2 separate regions of the Gossypium hirsutum genome follow, and region 1 is linked to region 2. The links are chromatin contacts, called in public Hi-C maps. All regions are on one chromosome and are shown on one strand. Each heading gives the region's core, a stretch centred on a gene start, on an enhancer-like site or on the middle of the called end of the contact. The rest is flanking DNA. Distances are from core to core; before and after follow the strand shown.

Evidence for each region. Hi-C and Micro-C count contacts between places; a contact is called where the count stands out from the background.
Region 1: a contact with region 2 is called in a Hi-C map of leaf, with 3 times the contacts expected there. The contact joins the enhancer-like site here to the promoter of LOC107953062 in region 2. A contact is called at or near these places in 14 of 34 Hi-C or Micro-C datasets (callus, hypocotyl, leaf and 2 more).

What each region holds. Positions count from the first base shown.
Region 1 is chrA07:27,002,187-27,008,753 of Gossypium_hirsutum_v2.1, reverse strand. No RefSeq gene overlaps it. Among protein-coding and RNA genes, the nearest start is that of LOC107953044, 27 kb to the left of the region's middle. Within about 2 kb of position 2,498, at least 1 of the 9 cell types and tissues checked has an H3K27ac peak or open chromatin away from gene starts, as enhancers often do. A contact at or near this core is called in leaf, where this site is marked.
Region 2 is chrA07:26,901,250-26,907,933 of Gossypium_hirsutum_v2.1, reverse strand. LOC107953062 reads right to left here and starts at 2,475. Exons shown (of 1, transcript XM_016888290.2): 1 at 1,622-2,475. The coding sequence starts at 2,402. The coding sequence ends at 1,815. It also overlaps the pseudogene LOC107955857.

The DNA of each region.
Region 1 (6,567 bases), core at 1,249-3,748, 100 kb before region 2:
AACAGTTCATTTGATGATAAGACTCCTCCAAAGAAGTTCAGATCTTTGGCTGAGATTTATGCATCTACACAGGCCTTGTTTCTTGCTGGTCCTACAACTTTCGAAGAAGCAGCGGACAAAGAAGAATGGAAAATTGCAATGAAAGAAGAAATTGCAGCAATACAACGTAATGAGACATGCGAGCTTGAAGATCTTCCCAAAGACAAAAAAATTATTGGTGTCAAATTCAATAGAGATGGAACCATTCTAAAGCACAAAGCATGTCAGGTGGTAAAAGGGTATTCACAACAACCAGGTGTAGATTTTGACGACACTTTCTCTCAGGTTGCACGGTTTGAAACTGTTAGAATTGTTTTGGCATTGGCTGCACATTTGAAAAAGATTGTGTATCAGTTTGATTTTAAATCGGCTTTTTTGAATGGTGAATTAAAAGAGGAGGTTTACATTGCTCAACCCGAGGGATTCAAAATCAAAGGCAAAGAAGAAAAAGTGTACAAGCTACGAAAAGCTCTGTACGAACTGAAACAGGCCTCGCGTGCATGGTACAACAAAATTGCCATACTTTCCTAAAAATGGCTTTGAGAGAAGCAAGTATGAGCCCAATCTTTATTTTAAACAGCAAGGTACCTATGATTTCCTCATTTTTTGCCTTTATGTTGATGATATGATCTACATGGGTTCCTCTTGTCTTATAAATGAATTCAAAGCTTGTATGGAAAAGGAATTCAAAATGACAGATCTTAGAGTATTGCAATTTTTTCTTGGTCTTGAGGTGAAGCAGGTTGAAGATGGCATCTTTGTGTTGCAAAAGAAATATACTGCTGATTTACTTAAAAAATTCAACATGCTAAGATGCAAAACTACAGCAACACCTATGAATTTGAATGAAAAGTTGAAAATTGATGATGGTACTGAAGCAATAGATGCAAGGAGCTTTAAAAGTCTAGTTGGTGGCTTGATTTACTTGAATAATACACGACCTGATATTTCTTTTGTTGTTGGAGTTATTTTCAGGTTCATGCATTGTCCATCAAGGCATCACTTTGGCGCTGCAAAACGAGTCTTACGTATATTGCCGAAACTATTGATTTTGGGCTGTGGTATGATAATATCTTAGAGTTCAAGCTGAGTGGTTATATAGATAGTGATTGGGCTGGATGTTTGAAAGATAGAAGAAACAAGTCAGGTTATGTCTTTGGTTTTGGATCAGATGTTATCTGTTGGAGTTCCAAAAAACAAGCAATGACAGCTCTATGTTCATCAGAAGCTGAATATACAGCTACAACTATATCAGCTTGTCAAGCCTTATGGTTAAGAAGAATCTTAGTTGATGTTAATATGAAGCAGAAGGAAGCAACTGTAATCTGCTGTGACAATCAAGCAGCGATTTCCATATCTAAAAATCCATCCTTTCATTGAAGAACAAAGCATATAAATATTCGGGTACAGTTCATTCGTGATCTTGTGTCTGATGGGTCAATTATTCTGAAATATTGCAACACAAATGAGCAAATGGTAGATATTCTAATGAAGTCTCTCCCTAGAGAAAAACATGTTTACTTCAGACTTCAGCTTGGTGTTTGCAACTTTGAATCAATGGGGAGTGTTGGAGAAAGATTCAAAGTCAATTTTTCTAAATTTAAATTTGGCTCTGCTGTGCTTAGTTTGTTATTTTCTTATTTCTTTGATTTTTTGTTATGTTCGTGCAATAGTGTTGTACATTTTTTATGTTAGTTAGTTATGGTGTAACGGCTATTTATATGCCTTCATTTATTTCATTTTGGGTGTGAATAATACAGCAACTTCAGGCATTCTAAGTTCAACTTTTATTTTTTCTTAAACTTTCCAGTTTAGTACTTTCCTTGCATACAAGTTGTTTGACAATATTCTTCTGTGATTATTTTTTTCCCTACACCATGATAGGTTCAACTTTTAGGGCTTCTAACATTTGATTTCACAAGTAGCAATTTTTGGATAAAGAGATACAACAATTCTCTTTATAACAATTATATTTGTTTGTCAAAATTTTAGATGTTATAGAGATGTGATTGTTGTACACTTATAACAACATTTGAAATTCAAATTATATTTTATTTTAAAAAATTAATTAAAAAAACTATAATATATTAATAATGTTAATTAGTGAGATTTAGACTATGTTTTTAATAAAATTTACAAATACAATTTCATTTATTAAAATTTATTTTTATTTTATAAAATATGATTAATAGTTTTTTTATATAAAATCTGAGTATTTTATTAGAATAATATTTTATTTTTACTTCACTTCGGAATAAAACTAATTTTACTAAAGTTGAGATAAAAGTCTATTATAAATGGTAAAAATAAAAAATAAAAAAATAATTTGATAACAAATCTGATTATTATCATAAAATGTGACTGTTATAAAGAATGGTGACTTTATATTTGTGACCACGTAGGGTAGCTTTCGTGTTGTGGGAGCTTAAAATAATTGATCAAAAAGTTTGCTCTGGGCTTTTGAGATTGATCCTCATTTAAAGGGCATGGCCCAAAATATTCTCACGTCTTCCTTAATTCTCTCTTCCACCTACCAAAAATTTTGGAGTTTAAAGTCCAGCCCACTACACCTTTGAGAAAATTTGGATCAAATCTCATATCCTAAATTTACAAAATTTAAAAAATATATTACCAAATAGGAATGATACAAAATATATAAGGAAATTATTTGATACAAGCAAAGTTAGAGAATTGATAAGTATCGTATAGATATAATAAAATACTAAAAAAGAAGAACACATATCAATTTTTTAAGGTTGTTTTTCTCTCTTGTTTTGTCCAGCAATGGTGCTATGCTTGGGCTGGCTATCGCCCACCTTTTTCTCTCTTTATCCTATCAACCCTCTCTTTTATTGTCCTCATTCACTCCACATGTCTTCTTTTTTTTTTCAGTTTGCAGATCTATTTTGTGGTTATATTCTTTGCTTGTTGCCACTGAACATCAGTTTCTCTTGAGAAGTGGGTTGGTCGTAGATATTCAAAAGGTGGCTCTTCGTCGACTTCTTAATATGTTTATGTTTTGAGAGTATTTTAAAATAATAAATGATTTCACGAGTCGATTTTGACTCGTGTTGTCTTAAGTATTACAATTTTTTTTCATTGTTTAATAAGTCTTCACTTTTGTAAGTTTTTGTCTTGTATTGTACAAGTTTTTTAGTCTTATTTATGCATATAGTCTTGCTTTTGCAAGTGATTTTAGAAATTTTTTCGTCGCAATCCTCTCTAACTTAGTGGATGATTGGTTCTTTTGCCTATTTTGCCTGTCGCTTTAGACCATCTAGGGTTAATTGAGTTATCTTGTTAAATGCTTGCAATCACTTTAGATATGTCGTGCTTGAATTGTCATAGAGTCAGTTGTTAATGTGTCATAATGTTTTACTAATGCTCAGGTTGAAACCTTTGTTATGATACTGAAATTTATCTTGTCTTTTTTTCTTTGAATTATATAATCCCATTGATAAAATAAATGAATTTTCCCTAATTAAAATCATTTTCATAAAGAATAGGTTAGGAATTATTCAAGCATTGAATTCTAAATTGTGTTACATTGAGGGCTCTTTTAAAAATGCACAACACACAACATATATTATATAAGTCATATGAAATGATAGACAACAGATATCACATTTAAATATAACTGATTTGTTTAAACATGAATAATATAATAAATGAGTTCAATTAGTTTTATATGCTGCATAATTATGTGATTTAATACGGGCAAACCAACTCACATTCTATACAACGTTAATACTTGTGTCATGAACGTATTAATCATTCATTTGGAAGGACATTGTCATTAATTTTGATAAAATTAAAATCAACAATAATAAAAAATTAATTATTATAGTAATGAAATTAGATATTATAACTATATATTTAAAATTAAAACTAAAATATGTTTTTAGATAAAAACGTAGTGACAGAGGTAAAATAAATTATTGTAACAATACAATATAACTATTAAAAACAATAGATTAATTATTATAAACTTAATTCACAATTTAACTCTTAAAATATATCATTTTTCCATTTTATTACCTAAATTTTTTTACTTAATTAAATACTTAAAGCATACAAATGTGGGACGTAATCTATTTTTTTCATTTTTATTGAAAAAGTTTAAAAACATTATTATTGATTATATTAAAATTAAAATTTAAAATAATATTTACATTCTTAATGAGCCTACAAAATGCGGAGAAATAGTTATTGAGTTCACTCTAATAAATATATTAAAAAATAAATAAAAATTTAAAAATTAATACATATATATTTGTTAAAAACTGACTCTCTCCGTTTCTTTCATTTCATCATCAAGCAAAGTCTTTTTCTTCATTTCCTTCCATCAATCAAACCCCCCACCATTCATAATTTATTTTTATTTTTATTTTCTCATTTTTCCACTGCTATTCCATTGTCACTCGATAGGGTGAATTTCTTAATATACCGTTTTTGGGGAAAATCATGAGATTAAGCCTTTCTTTTTTTAAATATATTGAAATAAGTCTATTTTGGAGAGAGTGTAAAAATGTATCCAACTGAATATATTTTAAGTCTAATTAGATGTGCTTTCAGTTTTGGTTAAATAATTAAATATTAATATTTTTATCCTTGAGTTTGGGGTTTGATTTTTTTCTCCTCACATTTGTAGTTTTTATTGCATGTTGCTTCAAGCTTTTTAAAATTTTAATTAATTCTTTTAATATATTAGTTACTTTAATGGTTAGGCAGTTACAATTACATCCTAGAGTCTTGAGTTCAATTCCTCTCTTACTCAAATTTATGTTTTTTATTTTATGTTGCTTCAATTTTTTAATTAATATTTTTAACATATTAGCCCCTTTTTCTTATTTATTTAGATGGTTAGATAATTGAAACTACAAGGGTTCTATTATTTTTATAAGCATATTAATGTATTTTTAATTAAAAATAAAAAATCTCGAAACAACATGAAAAAAATACATAATATGTTTATAAAAATAATGGAACCTCATACGCAATTATCTAATAACTATCTAATAAAATAAGCTAATATGTTAAAAGTATTAATTAAAAATAAAAAAAAAACTTGAAGCAACCTGAAACAAAAAATACAAATGTGAATAGGAAAATAATCAAACTCGGAATTCAAGAATAAAAATACTAACATTTAACTATCTAACCAAAGCTGAAAACACATTCAATTGAAAGCGTTTTCTTGTAAAATCCACTGAAAACGCATCCAATTATATTCATTTTCACACTTCCTCTTCAAAATCAATCTATTTCAATAAATTTAAAAAAAAATGGCATTCTATCATAATCTTTCCTAAAAATTGGGATATTTAAGGAATTCACGCCAAGCTAACCCCACCCTTTTTCTTTAAGAATGCATGTAAAATATAGGTTTTGCTTTATTGCTATTTATTAGAGGTATATGTATGTGAGGAATTAGTGTAAAATTAAATTAGTTTTCCCAGTGACAAGTTAAGCAGATTAACCGAAAAAGCAATGAAAAAAATTCTTCTGTTAAAGAAATTACGAAGAGATGGCGAGGGAGTGAATAGACTGAAGAAAGTTTTTGTTGAATGCTTTGTGGATTTGCATATATTATATAAAGGTTTTCATGGCAATTAAAACAAGTCAAATTCTGATTATATGACTCGTAGAAGCAAAACTTCGATTGATGATCACGCTTACAAGTCTGAGAATTCATCTCCTACACAACTTTTTGCTCTTTGAGTCATGCTATATGCAGAGGGTATGGATTTGGTTTTCTACAGGTATAGGAGAATTTAAAAAGCATGAAGTTTGTATTAACATTCTATTCGCTGCTTTATGCCACAAAGATTTTATTACCGAGAATGTAAAGTAAGCTAACCTCACAATTATTCTTTCATTTTTCAGTCCATTTTTAATAGTTTTTTTGGTTGGCTTTATATTTTCTTGGTGACCAAACAAAGCAGAAAGAAGATGGAGTTGTAGTGAGGAGGATAAAGAGGAAAAGAGAAAATAAGTTATGAGGAGTTAGATTGGTGGAAGGGGATTAAAGAAAAGATTTTGATTGGATATGATCAAAGGAAAAAATGGAGAGAGAATGACTGGGTTTTAAACAAATATTTAGTTAAAATTTTTCCAATCAAAATGGAGATGATGGTTAATTTACATATATATGGTGAAAAAAAATTATTTGAGAAATCTTAAAAATTTATTGATTTGTATTGTTTTTGGAGAGAGAAGTGGAAACATATCCTTCAGGATGCATTTTCACTCAAGTAATTTCTTTTTTGCGATTAGAAATTAGAAGTCTGTAGATTTATTTTTATCTATACTTGAGATAGACATGATTGTAGTTTTAAGGAATGTTTGAATTTTTGGTGGTGCTGTGGAGCTGGGTGACCTACAAATTTCATTTGCCATGTGAGTATGGAGCCATCTCCTGGGAAACTAGATTGTGTTGCAATTCAAGGTCCCAGTTGGCGGTGATTATACAGTCTGGGGTTGAAGTGTAACTGGGGCCTCAAGTTTACAAAGGTTATGCTATTAGGC
Region 2 (6,684 bases), core at 1,226-3,725:
TTAATGGTTAAATTTTGATATTAGTTCTTTTACGATATGTAAGTAAATTTTATTGTACATATGTGGAAGAACATGGAGCATCCTCATGCTGCATCCATGTGAATAACTAAGAAGGAGCTAAATAAAGTTCACATGCTTCCTCATATAGTCTCCACCGTCTCTATAACCAAAGATGAAGGAATCTGAATAAAGTTCACATGCTTGGTCTAGCAACCCATAATTGAGCTCTTCCTGCATTTGGCTTGAGATATGCTTTTTGACTGCTTTCCTTTTTATTGTTCACGTTATATTGTGGATGAAACACATGTTCGCAGGGGTGTAGCCGAGTGGTTCGCAGGTGCTTTGGCAGCTCCTAAAATATAAAATTTTTTATTTAAGTCTTTTAAATTTTTTAAAATTTTAAATTAGTAAAAATAAAATTACACTTTAGCCTCTAAAAATGATAAAAAATCGATTTAACCTTTTAAAAACTATAAAGATATAAGCTATTCAAATAAATTGTAAAAATTAAAAATTCATTTTGCCCCCAATCTAAAATTTTTCTATTAGAATTTGAGTACCTTACTTGCACTTTACGATTATTTAATGTTGAATGCAGATATTAATCTTTGAATATTCATTATTCGAATTTGTTTCAATTTTGTGGGTAATGATTGTTTGGATAATAGACTTTATTTTTTTTTATGAATAATAGATTTAGATTTGATATCCTAATTCATTATTCCTTTTATTTTTAAAAATTGTTATTTTAAAATATTAAATATGAATATTTAATGAATTCAAATATTCAAAGAATATTTTAATTAGATTTAAATATATAGTAAAGTCAGATAATAAATAAATTTAAAATTCAAAGGTGAATTCAGATTTTAAAAAATAGTAGATTTCTGGTGTTGGTTTGATGAGAGATTGCATTATGAGTTGCTGAAAGGAATGTGTACATATCAGGCGCCATGAGATGAAAATGATTGATTTTAGCCTAAAATACCAACAACTTTACGGCTTTAAATAATAAACATATGTTTGATATTTACGTTTTGCTAAATGCCTTGCCTTTTACTTCATTGAGTAATTACACTCGCAAATACTCACACACACACATATATATATATATATACACTTAAAAACAAGTGGTATATTTCATTAATAGTGTATAGGATAATAATTTTATCTATTTGTAGAGTTTTTCATTTCACTGGCCATGTATAAGATAATAATCTTTTATATATATATCTATAAATATATAATACACTAACAATATTTTTTTTATTTTTATAAATAGGTTTAAAAGATTAACATATATCTCTTTTTCTTAAAATAAATTTATTTGTAAAATTTAAAATTTTGGAAGCAAATATTTTTCCTATTTATAAAGGTAGGGATGTTCAAACAATTCGTACTTCATCCGTTGAGTGGACGTTTATAAATAGCATTAATACAAACAAAGGCAGTGCTAAATGGTTGCAGGACCTCTCAAAAATTTTTGAAAAATTTCATTCTTAATCTCATAAAAAATTTAAAATTTTTAATTACACCCCAAATTATTTTTTTAAGAAAATTCATGAAACTCCTGTGAATCTGTTATTGAATACAAAAGCATCAACTTATTGCACTCAAAATGTAAGTCTTTAAATCTTATTGATGAAACTATAAACACACGAATCCTCGTTAAAAAAAAAAAGCTGTAGTGTCTTTGTTTGATCATCTCTTACAAAACGCTCTGTAACTCAAATAATAAAAAAATTAAAAAGAAGAAAAAAATATAGATATTGTAGGATATGCAATATGATGAAGTTGACATATTTGTGGAGATTCTAGCTTTTTGAGCCTGTGCTAAGCTTTTCACTATATTCCAAATATGAAACCTGTCTTTGTAACCTCATTTGCTCATAGAAGCTAGCTATGAACTTCTCCGCCTTTGAATCAATCCCTTCTTCCTCCACTGCATAATATGGACTGTTCTCTTTCTCATCACATCCTTCATATCCACACTCTTCCACTTCTCCATCTTCTTCGTCAGTATCAGATGCCGTTGAGTAACTCTTTCTCCCACCATCATTATACCCGTAAACCCCATCGTAATCATTGGGACCGAAATCATAGTCAAAATCGACTTCCTCAGTGCTAATGCAAGGAAGGAGGAATCGCATGGAGGCTGGACGGTGCATCTTGATGTGAAAAATGGGCGTCTCGTCGAATGAAAGCTGGCGTTCCTTATAATGGCTCATCAGTTGGTGATGACGATGAGGTTGATGATGAGCAAGACCCTTGAGGAACTTAGGCAGCAATCGTAGCTCCATCATCAGCCGTCTCCTGAACACCCCACCTTTTCTCGCCCATAATAATGCTAAACGCAATAGACTCCATGCTCTTTGAGCTACATCACCCTTCGTCTTCGCCATATTAAGCTTCGTTAGTAAGCCTAAGATATTTGGTTGCAGATGAGAGATGATAAGATTTATAATTGCAGATGAGAGAAGTGAAGGACTGGGGATGATAATTGGGATTAGTATGTGGACGTGTCGTGTTATGCAAATTACGTTAGGGGGTTTGGTACGCGGAAAGGCAGAGAGACGAAAACAAACGAGGGTGATTGGTGACAAGTGTGCAGAATGGGCGGCGGAACCTCGTAGCAAAACACGGTTTCACGCCACATTAAAGAATACTAAATCTAGCTGTCCCCTATTTTTCTTCCAAATCTAACCCTCTCTTTGTCCTCTATTACTGTTTCATCAGCAGAACAAAATGTTTTCACAAATGACAAAACTGAAAATTGCGGCTCCTTTTAATTGATTTGAAACGGTGTTATTTCATAAAATATTAAATTTTATAAGTATTGACTTTTGTAAATTAATAAAAATTAAGTAATAAATATATTTATTTTATAATGTTAATCTTATTAATATTTTTAGACTATTAATTTACCTATATTCATCGAAAGATTAATTTAATAATTTAATAATAAATCAACTGAACTTGTCAATGTAACTGCGGTTCTTTTAAGTTTATATAATGTTAGTTTTAGATGCATGTTTCAATTGATAGTATATTTGTAAACTTGTGAAATATCGAAATATTTTTATAAAAATTTTAGTTAAGATTTTATTTGAACTTATTATATGTAATCATGTTACCTCTAGATTCCATGGAAGTAAAATCATTAAAACACGACTCTAAAGATATAATGTTCATACTATCTGAAAATTTACAAATTTATAATGCCTATTTAGAGCGAGCATGCATGCTAACTTGGTTTTGTACAATTTAGAAATAATACAACTATATTTCATGGTAGGAATATATTTTTAAGGTGAATACTTTGTAATAAACTTTTTAATGTACAATTTGTAGCTAAGCTTTCAATGAAAAAAAATTTTAGTAAAAAGAACGATCTTAATTAATATAGAGAAGTGAAATTACAACTTAATGAACGAATTAAATTTTTTAATTTTTTAATTTTTTTTCCAAATCCATATTAAATTATATGAATAGACAAATATGATAATTAAATTATCAAATAGTGGAGAGATGATTAAATATTGTGAAGGATAAACGTGAGTTTTAAAACTCAAATAAAAAATTATTGACTTTCTTCAAAAAAGAATATAAATAAAAAATAGGGAGTATATGTTTTTATTTTTCAATTGTACAATAACAAGAAAAATGAGAAATAAATATGAGTTCTAATGTGAAAGGGTATTATAGTCAATAATATATTGGTTGGAAAGAGTGAAGCAAATGATTAAAGTGGAAGAGAAAAGGCCTTCCTTTATGAGAACACACGCTTTTGTATATTTATTTTCCCTTCAGCTTTGCCTTTATGATTAAGAAATGAAATAAAATGTTAACTTTTCTCAAGAAAAACAAATTGCAAATTTTAATTCATTAAACTATTACCAAAAATTAATGGTGATTAAATTATTGAGTAATTAAATTTTTTTCATTCAATTTTTAATGTTTTATTTAGTCATAAATTAGTTAAAATCAATTTTTTTTTTAAATTTGATAGTGTTGATATGGTCTAATAATAAATTTAGCCTTTCAATATTTTCACATTTTATTAATTTGATTCTAAACATAACAAAATTAACATATTTAGTCCTCAATTTTTTACAACATTTGTCATTTTATGACAAAAAATTTAATTTCAAATATTTTAATGATTAAATTGAAAAAATTAAAAATTTAATTACCAAAATAGAACACAAATAGTAGTTTAGTAATCATTTCAATATTTTACCCATTTTAATTGCTTAAGTGCTCTAACCTTTAATGAATCTTGAGTAATCTTTTTTATTGATATAATAAGAAATTTAGTTTGTAAGTTCACATATTTTGTTAATTTTTAAAAAAAATTAAAAAATTTTAATTTTAATATTTACATAAAGTAAATTTGATTCTAATTCTTGAAATTTTAAATATTTATATTTATAATAATTAAAAAAATTAAAAAACAACATCCTAGTTATTCAGGAGAGATAACTGGAATAGAATAGTCCATATATGTTGCAGGATGCAGGCATTGCTATCAGGGTTTCCAAGTCTCTAAATTAGGTTTGCAAATAGTTGAGCAAGCCACACTTGGCCCCTGGCCATTCTGCCTCATTTCTTCTCTTCCAAAACAATTCTTATAGTTACATTATAAAAATATACTATATATAATAAAAATTGAATAAATATAAAAATTGTCATAAAATTATGTTAGAAATAGAAAGTATATAGTCCTTAATTAAAATATATGAAATTGAATTTTAATCCAAAATTAGGAACCGAAAGTTATGCTTATCTAGAGTTCAGGGATTAAATTGAATAAAATATAAAATATGAGATGAATCAGAAAATAGATTTATATAGCATCATGCATATCATGGCATAGTATGAAAATGTTTGGTATTGATTGGTTATAAAAAAATAATTGTATAGATCAAGATTTGTGTCAATGTGGGGCTAATAGGAGAAAAGCTAAAATTGTGGATTAACCCCTGAAGAATCCACTCATTTCACATTTTAAACAAGTAAGTCCATATGAAACTTACTATCTCACTTTATGTTATATGTAATCTTGTGTTTAATTTAATATATATATATATGTATATGTTTGAATATAGTTGAAATACTTGTGAAATTGACATATATGGATAGTAATGGAGTGAATTGAACATTGTGTGATGAATGACTATTACGTAGTAATACAAGGTACGAATGTGAAAATATGGACGATTACATGATATGGAAATTAAAGATGTGATCCTTTACAAGGTGTGATTTGTAAATGTCAATAATTACAGGGATGGTATTGAAATTTGTGAAATTGATGCCCGTGTAAACTTAGTAAAAGGTTACAATATGATTGGCATGCCAACAGTGTAATATCCTGATTCTGGGCCTAGTCGGAATAGTGGTTTCGTGACCACAAAATCTGAGATAGAAATAATTATTTTATGATTATTTTAAGGTCTATGATATGATTGCATGATTGTGTGAAAATTTCGTGAAGAAATTTTATGCATAAAGTGCTTAAATTGAAATTAGGGACTAAATCGAATAATTTGTAAAACTTGCATTCTAGAAGTTTCTAGTATGAAATTGTTTTGAAATATTAATTAGGAGGCCTTAAATAGCAATTTTACCAATTTCTAAGTCTATGGACAAAAATTGGACATGGATGGAATTTTTGGAAAGTTTAGTAGTAAGGGCATTTTGGTCATTTAGGGGTAAAATGAATTAAAATACAAAATTAAAAGCCAATTTTGCTCATCTTCAACCCCATGGCCGAATATAGCAAGGAGAAACCATGGCTAGGGTTTTTCAAGCTTCCAAGCTCGATTGTAAGTCCGTTCTAGCCTCGTTTTTAATGATTTTTACGTTTTTGGAATCCCGGTAGCTCGATTAAGCTTATGCTAGCAATAATTCAACCTAGGGTTCATATTTGGAAAAATACCCATAGGTGAAATTTGTGTATTTTGGTGTTTTATGATAGAATATGAGGTTTTAAATTATGTTAGACAACTTGTGCTACTCGGTTTTAAGCGAAAACTAGCAAAAAGGCTTAATCGGTAAAAATACCTAATAGTCATAAGTACATGTTAGAGTGAGAATTTGATGTTGCCATAGAAGGGGAAAATGATCAGCATGTCATAAAACATAAGAAAATAGGCTGAAGTTTAATTTACGAGCTTTGGGGCAAAAGTGTAAATATGTGAAAGTTTAGGGGAAAAACTGTAATTTTTCAAAAATATGATTTTGGGTCAATTTGAATAATGTGAGTCCTAATTAGACTATATTTTAAATGATAGAGCAAGGAAAACTAAAATTCGGGCTAAAATGGGGAAAATACCAAGTTGTGGACGAAATGGTAAAAGTAGTCATTTTCGCATACGAGGTAAGTTCATGTGTAAATAATGTAGCATAATTGTTATTTTTAAGTTATTGATGTTAATTATATGATACGCTGATTTTTAATCGTGAAATATTATGCTTTGTGGTTAATGTTGAGTAATATGCAAATTATGTTTACTACTTGATAAATATGAATTGCTACCAAGTATCGGTTCCGATATTCCATGGAAGACGGCAAATGTGAGATCGAGGGAAAAAGCCCGTTTGAACCTTAGGAATAGATTAGGATACAAGTGACATGTCACTAGGATGGTTGAGCATCCGAACTCGTTGAGTTGAGTCCGA